Regions from separate parts of the Mus musculus genome. Here region 2 is linked to region 1. A link is a contact called in public ChIA-PET data. All regions are on one chromosome and are shown on one strand. The core of a region is the stretch at or near the end of the contact, and the rest is flanking DNA. Distances in the headings are between cores, read along the strand shown.

What was found. ChIA-PET counts read pairs in DNA pulled down with a chosen protein or histone mark.
Region 2: an RNA polymerase II ChIA-PET map of memory CD8 T cells shows a contact between it and region 1, with 1,210 read pairs. The contact joins two enhancer-like sites. A contact is called at or near these places in 4 of 484 Hi-C or Micro-C datasets (CD4 T cells and regulatory T cells) and 7 of 115 datasets of contacts at active chromatin or transcription factors (T-cell acute lymphoblastic leukemia, Th17 cells, memory CD8 T cells and 2 more).

Annotation. Positions count from the first base shown.
Region 1 is chr3:68,786,110-68,790,604 of GRCm38.p6, forward strand. No RefSeq gene overlaps it. Among named protein-coding and RNA genes, the nearest start is that of Gm35584, 27 kb to the left of the region's middle. Within about 2 kb of position 1,477, at least 41 of the 459 cell types and tissues checked have an H3K27ac peak or open chromatin away from gene starts, as enhancers often do. A contact at or near this core is called in T-cell acute lymphoblastic leukemia, memory CD8 T cells, regulatory T cells and 1 more, where this site is marked.
Region 2 is chr3:68,971,531-68,976,348 of GRCm38.p6, forward strand. The region is part of intron 5 of Ift80 (intraflagellar transport 80); the gene reads right to left. Among named protein-coding and RNA genes, the nearest start is that of Ift80, 31 kb to the right of the region's middle. Within about 2 kb of position 2,986, at least 37 of the 459 cell types and tissues checked have an H3K27ac peak or open chromatin away from gene starts, as enhancers often do. A contact at or near this core is called in T-cell acute lymphoblastic leukemia, memory CD8 T cells, regulatory T cells and 1 more, where this site is marked.

The DNA.
Region 1 (4,495 bases), core at 227-2,726:
ATGAGCACAGATTTAATTCCATCATCACTAACTGTTTCAAAAGTAGTTCTGGGACAAAGCCTTGCCCGTGCCTTGCCCATGCACACTAAGGTAGACATGGTAAATACTGGAAGGGAGTGATGGATGGATGTTGGCACTTGGAGGAGTCAGAACGGATTTAGCAAGCAGAGAAGCAAGCGTTAGGAAGACACACCCTCTGAGATGGTTCTCAAGCTGCTGTCTGTCACAGGTAAACTTGAACTCCCTCTCAGTGGTGAGCCCCGTGAAAGTCTGCTGCAGTAGCTGGGCTCAGTCAAGAGACCAGCCTCTATCTTGTAACTGTGAACTTGGAAAATGTGACTCTGACAACTGACAGCCCTGAGGGCCGACAAACAGGAGCACAGACACTAGAGTGCTCTGTTACTGCCATAAGTTCTCACCTAAGACGAAAGCTCACAGAGAACTATTCGGCCCAGGAGAGCTTTGCAAGAAGTCCCAGCCTGTTACCACCCCATAGGGCTGATGCTCGTAGGACATGGATACACCCATGAACACAAGAGGGAACATGGCTCCATGAAACTCTCCACCTGCTTCCTGGATTCTGTAAACTTCCCCATGGATTCCTCTCAGGGAAGCTCTCCTTTGCCCTGCCCTTCTCTCATGCCCTAGATAGATGAACATTGGACCAGATATCCGTCAGATGGCAACCTAAAAGAAAACTAGATTCTCCCCGGGGCCCTACCTGGACCCAGGTCCTCAGTCCCACTAAAGGATGTTTGGACAACAAAGATCATTACTACTCTGCTGTGCTCACAGTAGGATGCTAAGAGAGCACTGCTCCAGGATTGGGCTATGGAGTAAGCCACTCCCACCTTTGTATGATTTGAGCCTCTGCAGCTTCCTGGCTCTCAGCTCTTCACAGCCTTTAATCTCTCTGTGCTGCTTAGGTAAGTCAGTGTGTGTAGCACCTGCTGCTTAGTATGTTATACCTGCACAGTGCCTCTGGTTATTAAATAAAGCACAACATATAGAGTGTCTAGCACACTGCGAGCCCTCTGAAACAAGTCATGTTATATAAAATATTAGGGGCATTTCCTGTCTGATCCATCGTTCATTCCCAGTATTATTGTCTTAGACATGTAGGGAGCCTTGACACATTAACTGGTGGGATTAGTTCTCCAGACATTTGTTTCCTGAAGTCTGTCTGGATGCGGAAACAAAGCTGACTGGAGAAGTGCCTGCCTTTGTGGGGTTACTATCTAATGTCAGTCAGCAATGACTAAATGAAATCAACCCTTGACAAATAATAAAGAAACCCAGGGAGAGATCAGAACTAGAGAGCAAGGAAGAGTTCTGTTTTAGATTCTGTGAGTTGAGATTTCCCAGAGGAGGTGACACCCAGGAAGATGAAGGGGCCACAGAAACAGTATGTGCCAGAAGAAAATGTCAGTTTCGTTCAGCACCGGAGATCAACAGTGTGGGTAAGCTGGGATGCTTTGATCAGAGGAAATCAACATCACAAGCTTTTAAGAAGCCTCTTCCTTGGAAGGGCTCCCCTCCTCCTCCTCCCCTGTCTCCTCTTTGCTCTGACTACAAACAAAGCCTTTTCTACCTTATCCCTGCTTTTTCCAGGCTCTTCATTCAAATTTTATAGCCCCTTCTTCCCCTTTCTGTTCCAGACCGCTTTGATCTTTTGCCCTTTTTCCTCTCTAAGTGTTCTGTGGCCCTTTTCTGCAGAAGATGCACATTTTCGGCAAGGCTCTCATCCTTGCGCCCTCAGAGACTATCACAGAACAGCTAAAAGTGCTGAGCGCATTAGGGAGGCAGGAGCTGCAGACAGGGGGAAGGTCAGAGAGAGCTGAGCCGACACAAGGCCTGGGCAGGAGTCCCAGGACAGGTGTGGAGGCTCCAGGGCCACTGTTGAGGGATCTACCAACTAACTGCACATTACGGGCTTAGGGTCGACCCTGTTAACCCCTCCGGGTACCCCATCCTCTCTCTGCTGAGTTCAAGGCTACTGTAGTGTACACAGGAGGAGAGTACACACACTCAGGGGCTCTGTCAGCTTCTCCTGATTCTGACAGCTCAAAGTGAGGCCCATAGACAAAGCTTGGATGACATCGGTCAATGGGGCAGCATTTTGTGCCAGTCACCTGGGACCTCATCCTAGTCTTGTCAAATTGTACCACTTGTACCATTTCTGGTACCCAATATAATTTTAAAAACTAGCTCATTTCCTTTCTTTTCTGGAAAATCTTTATATCAAACTCAAAAAGAAGCAAGCAATAGGCCCTTAAAAAGAAATACAAGAAAAACTAACAGATGTGAAGGGATCGCATCGAGAGTCTCTCAAGTCTCCTGATGCTCGCTGAGTACTCTGAGCCTAAAGTTCTCTTCTGTCTGCTAGGAGGAGAAACAGAAATCAAAGACAAGCACACATGCAAGACGAAGAGGGTGCATGAGCTAAGATAAGAAGGGGCTCGGCTAGGGGAGTACTTGCTTTTGCTCTGATCAGTAGCTGAGAATTAACGGGGAAAAGGCCCTCAATACAAATGCAGTTGTGTGAAGGACTGGGTGAACCTAGCTCATGGAAGCTCATCAGTCAGTGCATTTGTATAGCAGGTCCACTCCCTACACCACCAAAACATTCATTCATTCATTCATTCCTTTTATTTCTGTGTATATGTGCCTGTCTGTGTGAATATATGACATACGTGTACCTGCCCATGGAAGTCTGAAGAAGGGATCAGATCCCTTTGAGCTGGAGTCACAGGTGGCTGTGAGTCACCTGATGTGGGTGGTGGGGACCCAACTTGAGTCCTCTGGAAGGCTCACTTAAGCCCTGAGCCATATCTCTACCTCTACACCTACCTGTTTGCCAAGGACTCCAGCAGTGGCAGGATATTGCCTCTCCAAGTGGACTCCTAACCAAGCCCCCTGCACTTTAGCATTTGACATGAAGCCTCTAAGGAATGAACCAAGAAAGCTCAGAATGTAGGTAAAACTGTGACTCCATCTCAGGCCAGCCCTTCTCTGAAGTCTGGTAACCTGCCCTTCCCCACTACCTCTCTGCTGCCCGAGCTGAGCTATCTGATTTTCTTGGAAAGCCACTCACTGATCTTGCTCAGAGAAGTTATTTTTCCAACTCTCTGTTCAAAGTTTTTCTCCAGTGATCTATATAGCAGTCCGACAACCCACCCAATACAAAGGGAATGAAAACAGCCACCATTTCCTGTGGATACCACTCGAAGGTTCACAACAAGGTGTCCAGGATTGGTGTGTTTCTGCTCAGTGCCGTGTGGGCTGGAGATAGAATGCCAGCACCTTTCACCACCACCAGGATGGCCACGGTGGTAGCTAGAGTCGTTGGTACAGCTTGGCTTTGGACAGTCAGTCTCTCGGGGATTCTTGTCTGTTTCTTCCTGGGTTTTTCCTTTTTCCTGTGCAGTTTCCAACAGGGCAAGAGTACGTCTTAGATAGCAGCTGAGGCTGCAAGAGCCCATCTGTTGAGGAGGAAATGGAAGCTGTCCGTCTTGATTCTGTTACATCCTTTGGTTAACTCAGTCATAGGATCAACCCAGAAGCAAGGCGAGGGAGTAAGTCCCGCCTTCTGGTGGTGGGGTGATAGACTTTCTAGCTGTCTTTAACAGGACACAGCTGTGAAACCACAGAGCGGCTAATGCTTACACTGAACTAGAATGTGCTAAATGGATAAGGAGAGGCGAACTGGGTAGGAGTGGGGATCCAGAGTGGGGTGTAGAGCATTCCTCTCTGTGATTTCCTTGGGTTTTGCATAAAACCAGGGTCTCTGAGGAAGAAAAACAGTAAAGCCTGTACCAGATGACCTCCAAGCTCTCTTTGAGAAGAATATAACTCTTTGCTAGACCCAAGAGACTCCACGAGACAACCTCTGCCCATTGGTTTCATCTTGTTGAGATTCGTTGTCCTGCCTTCATCTTGTCTCGATTCGTTGTCCTGCCTTCACGTTCCAGCCCCTTTCTCTCCCACTGACTTGCCCTCTGTTCTTCGAATCACAGTCTTATCACAAGGCCTGTGCATGAGAGTGCCCAACTGCCTGGGACTCCCATTCTCTGGACCTTCACGTCACTGGACTTATCCAGGCATTGAGATCAATGGAGACTGTACCTAGCCAAATAGCCATCCCTAAACTCGAAACAAATCCTATCGCAGTTCTCTATCTCCTTACCTTTATTATACATAGTATCCGTAATATACTAGCTCATTTATTTCTTCTCTTATTTCTCCCTCACTAGCGATCAGATTCCCCTATTGTGCTACCTCATCTGCCCCATTTCTTTTCCTCGTTCTTGGTCCTGGCATGGTGTCTGATGCTGACTAGACAGACACTGGTGTTTGCTGAACAACAGCATGACTCCTTTAATAAAGGAATGCTATTTTGTTGTAAGGTCAGTTTGCCCTGTCTTCTCTTCTAATGTGACGTAAGTGTATACCAGAAGAGGAAGGATTGTGTGATGATGGTCTGTGGTTGTTTGAA
Region 2 (4,818 bases), core at 1,736-4,235, 190 kb after region 1:
AGTGTCCTTCAGGGTAAAGACTGGCAGGGAAAAGCTCAGCCAGGGACTCGGGAGTTAGAAGGCAGTTAGTTAGCAGTGCCAGCCAAGTGCAGCTCTTCCTCCCCCCCCCCCCCCCCCAAGCAAAGAAGCTTCTTTTTGCAGATGAAAGCGACTTCAGAGATCCAGATGGTCAAAATGCAGAGAATAAAGAACCATGGAGTGCCAGGTCCCAGTTGGTACATCTACAGCACAGTCTCTACACTATGCCTATCCTGGCTAGTTTTATGTCAACTTGACACAAGCTAGAGTTATCAGAAAGAAGGGAGTCTTGACTGAGAAAACAAATGCCTCTATAAGATGGGCTGTACATAGCCTGTAAGATATTTTCTTAATTACTGACTTAAGTGGAAGGTCTCAGCCCATTTTGGGTGGTACCATCCCTGGGCTGGTAGTACTGGCTTCTATAAGAAATCAGGCTCAGAAACCCAAGGGAGCAAACCAGTAAGCATCTCTCCGTGGCCTCTGCATCAGCTCCTGCCCCCAGATTCCTACGATGTTCAAGTCCCTGTCCTGACTTCCTTTGATGACGAACAGTGCTGTGGAAGTGTAAGCCAAATGAACCCTTTCCTCCTCTTACTTTTTTGGTTGTGGTGTTCCATCAAAGCAATAGTAACACTAACTAAGACAACGGCCATGGAAGGAGATACAGGGACAAAGTGTGGAGCAGAGACTGAAGGAAAGGCCATCCAGAGATTGACCCAGCCCATATACAGACACCAAACCCAGACACTATTGTGGATGCCAAGAAGTGCTTGCTGACAGGAGCCTGAGATAGCTGTCTCCTGAGAGGCTCTGCCAGTGCCTGACAAATAAAGAGGTGGATACTCACAGCCATCCATTGGACTGAGCACAGGGTCCCCAATGGAGGGGTTAGAGAAAGGACTGAAGGAGCTGAAGGGGTTTGCAACTCCATAGGAAGAACAACAATATCAACAACTAGTACCCCCCAGAGCTCCCAGAGAGGGACTAAACCACCAACCAAAGAGTACACATGAAGGGACCCATGGCTCCAGCCGCATATGTAGCAGAGGATGGCCTTGTCTGGCATCAATGGGAGGAGAGGCCCTTGGTCCTGTGAAGGCTCGATGCCCCAGTGTAGGGGAATGCCAAGCTGGAGAAGCAGGAGTAGGTGAGTGAGTGGGGGAACACCCTTAAAGAAGCAGGGGGAGGGGATGGGGATAGGGGGTTGTCAGAGGAGAAACCAGGAAAGGGGATAACATCTAAAATGTAAATAAAGAAAATATATAATAAAAAATTAAAAAAAAAAAAAGGACAAAAGCCAAGACAAAATTAGAGAAGAGGAGATAGGAAGACGGTAAGGGCCAGAGGATCAGGACACCTAATGGACAATACTGTCTTCTAGACATGACTGCAGCCATGAAGTCTAAACAGTATGGTAGTCTACACCTGTATACCAACCAGTCCACATGCCAATGTGGATGAGGAAAAATTTCATCACATCCTACCCCTAAATGAAGAGCTACAAGACGGGCAATGGCTGTTGAGAGGAAAAATACATTTTCTGCAGAAAGGAGCCTCTGATAGTTATGCAGTCTGGAGTGATTGGCATATAAGCAATCCTAAAGGAACTCAGTAGGCTGTGTACAAACACAACAGTACATTTTGTATACACACAGCAACAACAACATCACACATGAAGGCGATATATGCCTTTATTACCAGGACTCTGAAGTTACAGGCAGGCAGATCTCTGTGAGTTCAAGGCCAGCTGGATCTACATATTGAGTTTGATATCAGCCAATGGTGTACAGTGAGACACTGTTAGAAACAAAACGTAAAAAACAAAACTAAGAATAATTACAGAACAGGTCATGACTTCAAAGGAGGGGGTGTGGGAGGAGTAGGGGAGGGTAGATGATCAGGGAAGAAATGAAGCAAATGTACTATACTCATGTATAAAATTCTCAAAACATTTAAATTAAAACAAAGAATGTAGTTAGGATTATAGAAAACTAGTATGTGCTTTCTAATTTCCATTATTATACTTATATTTTGTGCAAAGGGGAAATTAATATATTTTAATTTATAAATTATCATACACTCACAACTGTCAGTAAGAGTATACTTTGCTGAGTTGTAGACAGAAATAATTCTGTAGTGCCAGCTCCCATTGAGTTGCACAGGATGTGACTCTGGGCCTTTAGCTGTGCTGTAGGATGTGGACCTGGGATGTGTTCACCCTCCTCCTCCCTTGGCTTTTGAGCTGAGGGCCTCTTAAGGTGGCTGTATCACCATTTCCTTGTTTACAGACCTCCCTTCCGAATACTCACCCACCATGTGAGGACAGGGAGACAATTTATTTCCTGCCTGTACAGTTTTTTAAATAGTAATAGTGTTTCAGAAAGGTGATTTAGAGAATAAAACAAAGCAAGCTGAGAAAGTGAAACATGGGGGCTGGAGAGATGGCTCAGTGGTTAAGAGCACTGACTGCTCTTCCAGAGGTCCTGAGTTCAAATCCCAGCAACCACATGGTGGCTCACAACCATCATCAGCAATGGGGTCCGATGCACTCTTCCGGTGTGTGTCTGAAGACAACTACAGTGTACTCATATAAAAAAAATGAATAAATAAACAAATCTTTAAAAAAAAAAAAAGAAAGTGAAACATGTAGTTTCTTTGTTACAAACAAGCCTTTAAGCCACATTCCTTCAAGCAGACATTAGCTAAGGTGTGGGTGCTTTGGATAGACAGCATTTATTAAGGCAGATGAACAGCTTTACAGAGAAAATGATTCATGATAAGTCTCTCTTACTAGCATTTGAGACAAATTCATAATATTAAACCACTGTTAAAAACATACATATTAAAGCATGAGTTAGCCAGGTGTGGTAGTGCCTGTGTGTGAGCTAAACACTTAAGAGTGTAGCAAGGGTCTGTTCCAAGTTCAAGGCCAGCCAGGGCTCTCTATCAAGACGCTGTCACAAAACAAACAAGTAAAGCACTATCCATGCTGTATTTCAGTTTGCAGAGTAGAACAAGAATACAGTTAGGCTGCAGATGGAGTTATTTTAAAATAAGAATTTAGTAAAGTATGTAACAAGATGTTATTAATTTTATCATTAACAAAAATAGAAATACATAATCATTTTGTAATAAATTCTGGCTTTTTGTTAAGGAAATTTTTATGCTCCATTTCAGTTAAAACATTCACGAGCTTGTTTTTCTGACTTAGTACACTAAAGTCATGTGATCTTTTTGACATTTTTTAAGAAACCACATGCACCTGGGTTGTGTTAAATGTCAGACCCTTATCTCTCTGTAAAACAAATTATCTAAATTCTTTCAACCCTTGAAAGCATTTTAAACCACAGAGGAGTTGAGAAAATGTATTTCCATTGTTTTAAGGAAGTACCTGGTCAAACGTACCATGTTTTTCACATTCATACCATAACAGTATCCCCTAAAAGTGTTGTTTTTCTGTTACTAAAAGATGTATTAGAAACAAAATACTCGCTAATGTGATACAGTGGCTGTCTTTGCCTAGATTTTAATATGGATTTACAGAGTGGATGGAAATACGTAAAATGGAGCCTAGCACTAACTGAACAGTCCCTGTTTACCAGTGCACTAGCAAAGGCTTTGTAAACTGTCAACATTCGCTTCTTTGCTGTTCATAGTAGAAAGCACTCAAGAACTAATTTGCCAGCTAAGCAACAGTGGCCTACACCTGTAATCCCAGCACGCACGGCCTTCAGACAAGCGGGTCACTCTGCAAGATCCTGTCAAAACAATCACATTTCCACTCATCTGGATGTGCAACTTGGTTTTTATGGGGGTCTCAAACAACTGGAACCAGGTGGGGGGAGGGGGTTTGCTATGCCAAAAGCTGTTGCCTGTATGTGGGATATGTTCTTCTAGATGGGCTGCCTTGTCTGGCCTCAGTGGGAAAGGAAGTGCTGAGCCTCACAGAGACTTAAAATGCCAGGATGGGGGGATACCTAGCCCCCCACCCCCACCCCGCCCCAGCTCAGAGAAGGGAAGGGGGCAAGAAATGTGTGAGGGGTGACCAGGAGGGGGCAGTAAGCAGAATGTAAAGTGAGTAAATTTAAAAAAAAAAACCTAAATTAAATTAAAAACAAACCACATTTTGCTTTCACTCTACTTGCAAAAGACAGATAATCAAGTGGGCCTCATTCCAGCAAAGCAACTCACTTATATGTGTCACTGGGTCAAGATAAAAAACAAAACAAAAACTTAAATAACAGCATTTGTTTCCTCAGGTTCTACCTCCCCACTTCCATATGACTTCATCTTTACCTATGTAACCACTCCCAAGTTAAATTTTAGCCTTTATTTCTGATCTTCAACACATTTCCATTTCCCCCAAAGATACCTAAAAACTCAAACTCTATATTGCTCCACCAGAATCTCTTATTCCTCTGGCCCTCTATCTCTTACAGGGTAGCCACCCTCTATCTCTTACAGGGTACCCACCCTCTATCTCTTACAGGGAAGCCACCCTGCTCAGCCCCTCCTAGAACTATGCCCCACGCCTCCCCCAATGGCCGCCTCAGTGCTTCTCTTAAATCCTACCCTCATTAACAAAGGACCTTTCAGAAACAGCCTCACTGGCCACCCTCTACAAGTCCCAATCTCCTCCTGTTTCCTCTTCTCTCACAACGAACTAGAGCACGTTCCTCACGGATAATCACTTCCTCCTCCTGTCCCACTCAGGGTTTCTGGTGCGTTGTTTTCTTTTGTTACAGGGCAAGGCAGTCAGCATGGTTGCTCCACAGTTCTGAGGCACACCCAGAATAC